2 separate regions of the Columba livia genome follow, and region 2 is linked to region 1. Evidence: chromatin contacts called from public Hi-C data. All regions are on one chromosome and are shown on one strand. Each heading gives the region's core, a stretch centred on a gene start, on an enhancer-like site or on the middle of the called end of the contact. The rest is flanking DNA. Distances are from core to core; before and after follow the strand shown.

Region 1 (3,550 bases), core at 168-2,667:
CAAGTACTGCACATGAAATTTTACCTTAGGCCTTTTTTTTACCACACCATAATATTAAATGATATATTTTTAGTTAATCACATGTTTAAAAGAAGTCATCTACACTGTTTCTGTAGCTTTGAAATGAATATATGAATACAAACAATGGCAGCAATGCATGCAGTTGCATATGTTATGTCACAGTATAGTTTCAAAACAGTAAAAGGCATTCCTGAAACCTAAGGTCATAACAGTTACTGTACTACAAACGTTAGCAGGTGGCTGTGCTCTCAACAGCTGGGTAATTTCCTAAAAGCTCTCATTGTCACATAGAAACCTAATAATAATAACGGTGGTTTATATGTTTTATAGTAAAATATTATTTTATATATAAAAAAATTGAATCACTCATATATACAATAGCTGCATTTATTCATTAAATATATGAAAAAGTTATAATGTGAGAATTACATAGAATTTATTCCACTGTAATCGCTTTAGCTATTAAGACAGACATGGGGAAAAAAAAAAAATCAAGCAAAATTTGTAGTAAAAGGAACGACTAATTAAAAATGCAACTGTTAACTGAAGAAAGGGTTGTTGTTTTATGTAGGAACTTGCCTAATGGACCACTCTGAAGTTCTACTGTGCTCTCACTGTGCTCAAAGGCTGTGACAAATTTGTGCAACCTTCCCAAGATCTCACATTAGGGAATTATTTAGAGGACAATTATCATATTTCCAAGATGACTGCCACTGTTGTTGGACATCTCATGGTAAAAGCAACCTCACAGAAAAACAGTGGGAGAGAGAAAAAGTACTGTATCTGATTAGGATCAGGAAGCTACGTGCAAATATATACAAGATTATAAGAAGAGAAGGGCAGCAGGACACAGTTCTTGCTGCGGGAGGTGGAAACTGTTTTCACTTATCCCCTTGCACTATTCATTAGTAAACACATAATTAGTATGCACAAAGGAAAAAAGCAGTTGTCTGCCAAAATGTGCTCAAACTTTTCACAGCAGCTAAGATAGGCTCTGGGTATGTACCATGTGGGACTTTGTGCTGCACATTCTACCTTTCCTATATCTAATACATTCTCTTAAAACAATAAACCATTTCTGCAGCTTAAGGCAACAGTTATCACAGTTGGATCTGAAGAATGCTAACGACAAAGAATTGAGAAAAGCAATAGTATCAGGTTTTACAAAGGTTTATTAGACATAATAGTTCTTTGTGCCAGCTTTAGGATTAAAAGCAGCTGTTGAGTTCATTATGAGTGAATGTAATTTGAGTTCTAATAATATTTTAGATGCTATCACCTTTGCTTACCATCTTGCACTAGGTTCACAGCCTATGTTGCTTTTTAATATCTAAGTGTGGGGGGGGGGAGAAATCCATCTGTCTATATTTATATAGACCTACACACACAGTTCTCAAGTATGTGACCAAAACCCCTTGTGTTTAGCAAACAAACAAGCTAAAGCCAAGCTAAACCCCTTTGATCCTTCCTAACTAAAAAGCAACCTTCATGTCCACATTTTCATTTGTCTGCTTCCCACAGCTGGTACCAGCTAAAGAGCAGGTATACAGCTGGCCATTGGGAACACTTCACCAAAAGGAAGTGAATTACAAGGTCACTACATTTTTTCCGTTCTGTATTTATTCTAAAATTGTCACGGAAACTAACTAGTCCATTTTTCACACTTATTGCAAACAACTCTGAAGTCAATAGACTCATGTTTGCATTTTCACAGAAGACAAGAATTTATGAGGGTGGTATCTTAAGTATTTTTCAATTATGTTTGCAAAAACAAATGGCAAGAGGTACTTCATTTCACTTGTTTGTAGGAAGAAAGCCCATCACGTAATAAAAAGTGCCCTGTCCTTGCTCACTTTGAGACACAAAAGAACAGCTGAGCGCTCCAGCTTTCTGTGTGCGTGTGTATTGTCTGTTTGTTGACCATTTTGCTCTTTCCACAGTTGCTAATACCTTATTGTTTAAAAACTAATAGAATATGATCCACCTTTCCCTCCAATATTTATTGTTATTTCTACTTGCTTGTGGTATTTCTGGAGAATGAGACAGGGAAGATGAGAACAGTGTCTCACGCAGAAATTCCCAGATTCAAAAGGGTGTTTAAATTAAAAAGTATAACATTTCATGGTAAATGAAATGTGCCAATGTTTATTCAAACAATTAACTTTATATAAAATAGAAACAGTTGTTTCAATTTGTTTTTACTAGAATGTTGAGTATTATAGTTCATTATCAGTATATTAAAATAACACATTTATAATAAAAAAATTACAGAAATACAGATATTACCAAAACAAATCCATTATGATTTCTCATGTCATTATAAATGCTTAGCAGACCCTGAAATACTTTAGTAATTTGACTACTTAGTCATTCTGGCATGAAATCAAAACAAAGCAACCCTTGTAACTCATGTGTGAAATGAGGAACTCCAGACCTCAAAATAAACACATCTTTTACCCATTATGTAACATTTTGGTCACCCATCTGTATTTTAGGGTTCCATTCAGTTAGCAAATTAACTTGCCATAGTACCCACTGGTGCGGCTATGACTAAAGTTCTTTTATCCCAGGCTTACAGCACAGGGATAGACTCCAGTATTAAAGGCTTCCTAAGTCAACAATAGCATGACCCCACATTGTTATGGGTCCTTTACGTTCTATTTCACTCACTGACTCAGAGTCTGTACAATATCAATGGAATAAGAGCAAAAAGACTATATGGCGATCAAATAAAATCTCAGTAACCTGAGTCCGAAAACATAGTAATGGTGCCTTGCTGTTTGAAGGATGCATGAGGAAAGCTGAGCTCTAACTCACTTTAAAACTCTCCAGCTGTCTAAGTGAGAGATAGAATTTCATTGAAAAGACATAGAAACAAAGATTTTGCTCTTGGTTCTCCCTCTGAAATTAAAGCTATTAGAAAGAATGTCAGCAATTCTTGTTTTCTGAAGAAAGAGAGATAAATGAAAGCAGAACAGACTACTATGGATTGTGCCTCCATGCAAACTGCCTCCTGGACTTGCAGGAAATTACTAATGAGGTACAGTACTTAAAGTAAAGCTACAGTAGTAGACATACTGTAATGAGCTAGGCATCAGTTTCACATCTTTCAGAATGTAAAACTAAGGCAAAGAACACTGTCTAGGCTGTGATATTCTAAGACAGCCACATCACCATATTCCTTTCCATGCACTTATCAAAAATTTGCATACTGACTACTCGACCATGGATGCTCTTGTTACTTTTTCAGTCATCAAGCCTTATTCTCTACTTTTCTGGTTTATTATAAGTCTTTTTTACAGAACCTATAATTTCATATGTCAGTTCTTTCAGAAATCTTTAATGATATTATTAAAGGCCTCTTTCTTCAGAACTATTAGCTCCTAATTATCTTAGATATTATGATTTCCAGCTCAACAGTCTAATTTCCACCAGCCCCACTCCACTTCTTCCCACCTGCACATTCACTAGCCTTACTAAGACAGAGGCAAAATACTAGTTTATTTCAGGAGGCATACCTAGCTTACTT
Region 2 (3,403 bases), core at 622-3,121, 79 kb before region 1:
AAGAGGTTTTTCTATCCCATAATACTTACATATTTGGTTTAAATTTGCTTTTTTTTATGACTGGGTTCTTGGCTCTAGACTCTAGAACTTCAATATAATGTGGTGTCTTGGGGTGCACGCTTCCAAAGATACGGCCCTTGTGCTGTTTAGCCACATTCTGCTCTTGTTCCGATACTTTTTCATCATTATTCCCATCTACAATTTTAACTTTTTGAAAGGCATCAACCAGTGCATCTTTTCTGTTGTCTGAAGCAGCTGTACTTTCTGTACCATGCTCAGGATGGCTCGGAGATACCTGCTGATCATTTTCCAGACAACTGCTCGTGGCTGGATTGGAGACAACTTCACAGAAAAGATTCTGATCTTTTGTAACGGTCTTGTCTTTACCATTTTTCCCCTGAGTCCTTTGATTTTTCAGAGTTGTACTTGTAGCATCTTGCTCAATACATTCTGCCTCCTGCCCTTGGGACGCAATCGAAGAAACTTCTTTAATATTAGACTTTTCATTAAAGATTGAGGAATTTTCACAGGTTTGTGTGTCCTCATTTAGAATAACTTGATGTTTGCTGGTATTAATCTCCTCCTGTTTCACCTGAAACTCCAACCTGACAGCAGATAACAGCTCAGCCGTCCTTGCTAATTCTTCCTCTTGTAAAATGGCAAGCGTCAGCTTTTCAGCAAAATCAGAGATCTTCTTACCCTTATCTGGAAGCCTAGCAATGAATTTCCTACAACAAACAAAACAAAACAGGGTATAAACAATCCCATTTCAATTTGATGTGCAGAACTATTTTATGAGAATAGCTACTGTGGCAGGTTTCTCATTCTAATGTTATTTCTGATCTACATACTAGATTTCTGAAAAGCATTAAGATGCAAAGGGCCTGCAGCCTCAAATGTATATTGTGATAAAGCAACTATTACGTTCTTACTGCTCAAAGATATAACTGCTAGTCTGAAAAGTGCAACGTGTAAATATTTAGTAATAAATATTTCACCGAAGTGGTGTACACCGTTTTTTCTGTCTGCATGCCCAGAAACAGCCGCCCAGGGATGACAACCCGCAGCAAGTAAACCCACACAGGTGCATCATCGGAGCGCTGTCCCCCGGCTGTGCCCGGGCACAGGACCCCAGAGTGTCAGGGATGGGAGGGACCTGGAAAGCTCATCCAGCCCGGTCGCCCCCGGAGCAGGAACACCCAGGTGAGGTTACACAGGAAGGCGTCCAGGCGGGTTTTCACTGTCACCGCCGGGCGTGTGACAAAGGGCCCGGGGGCCGCGCCAGGCCCGGCAGCCCCGCCCCCCCCGCTGCGGCGGCAGAAGCCGGGAGGCCCCGCGCGGTCCGTGCGGCTCCATGAGCCCCCAACGCCGCCAAACGAGGGGAAGCGGTTCGGCCGCTGCCACCGCCGCGGGGACGGCGAAACGGGCGGGAGGCCCGACCCGCTCCTCGGCGCCCGTCTCTCCTCACCGGTCCGCCAGCAGCCGCTGCTGCCGCTTCAGCATCTCCCGCAGCTCGGGGAGGCTCCGGCCCCGCACGCCGCCGCCCGCCGCGGCCATGGCGCCCCGCGCCGCCTCTCAGCGGGGCAGCCGCCCGGGCCCCGCGGCGCCGCTTCCGCAGCAACCCGGAGGCCGCCATCTTACCGGAAGCGACGGCAGCCGGCAGGGCCCGACTTGGTCGGAACGCGAAGCCGACACGGCCGCTCTTGAGCGGGGCGATCGGGAGGAACCTCCGAGGGACGGGAGGGGGCAGGACAGGGAGTCACCCCGAGGGTAGGGAGTCAGTACCACCACGCACGTCTAAAATAACGTCAGGCGTTTGTTTTCCGTGGGCTCAGGCATCTGTTGCGCCGGGCAGTGGGTGCGTTACGCTCAGGGTAATCCCCACATCACAAAATCCTTCGTGTAGAAATTGAGTTTGATTCAAGAAACATCCTCACGCTGGGCTGGGCATGAGAAGCTGTGCGGGGCAGAGGCTCGCTGTTATCCAACTCGATGCTGTCCTGTACTATGTTCAAAAAGCAGCAAAGGCTTACATGTTGCTAACGTTAACTAATTTGCATTTTCAGAGATGAACACCGTGCCATTTCCCTGTGTTTTAGTAGCTTTTAGCAGAGCATCACTTTCTATTTACGACTCAGGGTTTAATTTTTAGAGATCTGTTAAAGTTTTCTTTACATGGTGTTTATTTTTAACGTGTTCACATGTCATACAGAGACTGAAGATAAAAATTCAGGCTGTAATATAACATCGGCCTGCTTACTCCACACTCTGCTAAGTGCCATGAGCTCTAGCAAGCCCAGCTCAAAGGAATAAGGCAGTTCCCCGGTGGCAGATGTCCGCCTTTTAAAGCTGAGCTCAGGGGAGGTTTCGTGATCTAAGTAAGGCTGAAGAGGCCCATTTCTCAGAGATTGTTTTATGAACAGAGGGGTACCCCGGAGGGGGAAGCATTTTAAGCTGCCCGCCCCTTGTTTGCTCAGCTGGAAGGTGGCTGAGGGCCGGGGGAAATTAGATTAATCAAATAGGCAGCTACCCATGGAATAAATACCATGACCAGGGTGAAAAAAACAAGCTAAGGGACTAGCTGAAGAGACCACTTCAATGTCTGTTACACACAACCTCGATCACCTCCCGTGGGAGATCCGTGAGGGCGTTCTCACCAGGAGATCACCCACTGATAGAGGACACAAAACTGTGGTTTGGTTTGTGGTGTTGGCTGGTTGGTTTGGGGTTGTTTAATGATTTCTTAAATAACTTCCTCACTTAGGACATTATCTCAAGGGCTATTATTAGATACAGTTTTCAGTCAGTCTGTTTTCTGTCACTAGATGTCTAGAGTTAAATATTAATTTATTCTGCAATAGCATGGCTGGAATTACTAAGCAATTTAGTGTAATTTCTAAAAGACAATTAAATTATTAGAATGACAATGAAAAAAAAAATCAGGTATTCTAACAAAAAAGAATAAACCACATTAAAAAAACCAAACAAACAACGCAAAGATGTGACACTGGAATAATTCACCTTCGTATATAGTGTAGCAAAAAAGAAAGGTATTCAAATAACTAAGTAACCTATTCTAATACAGATTCCCATTACAAGGAACATTGCAACAGATACTTATGCCTGAATTTTTAGTGTTTTCTGTTTTATCAGTGCCAGTTACAATTCAACTGATGTATTCTACTCATATGACATGTCAGGGGAGATGGCCATGAAGGACAACTGGCTACATTTTTTTCAGGTGAAAAAATTTCCTGTCAGAAATATCTGAGTCTGCCCAAAATTTGCATTAAAACTAACATCCTTGCTTCTTTTCTGTTACAGGTATCATTTCTGTTGCACTTTTCCCATTTCCTCGTACGTCTTTTTATTTGGAAAAGGTGCGAAAGAGACTTTAGAAAGT

Evidence for each region. Hi-C and Micro-C count contacts between places; a contact is called where the count stands out from the background.
Region 2: a Hi-C map of crop shows a contact between it and region 1, with 3 times the contacts expected there. The contact joins two enhancer-like sites. A contact is called at or near these places in 2 of 2 Hi-C or Micro-C datasets (crop and liver).

The regions. Positions count from the first base shown.
Region 1 is chr11:14,250,243-14,253,792 of bColLiv1.pat.W.v2, reverse strand. All of the region lies in intron 15 of CGNL1 (cingulin like 1), which reads right to left. Among named protein-coding and RNA genes, the nearest start is that of MYZAP, 29 kb to the left of the region's middle. Within about 2 kb of position 1,417, at least 2 of the 3 cell types and tissues checked have an H3K27ac peak away from gene starts, as active enhancers do.
Region 2 is chr11:14,330,274-14,333,676 of bColLiv1.pat.W.v2, reverse strand. It overlaps MYZAP (myocardial zonula adherens protein), which reads right to left. Exons shown (of 15, transcript XM_065076018.1): 13 at 30-728. Among named protein-coding and RNA genes, the nearest start is that of MYZAP, 51 kb to the right of the region's middle. Within about 2 kb of position 1,871, at least 2 of the 3 cell types and tissues checked have an H3K27ac peak away from gene starts, as active enhancers do.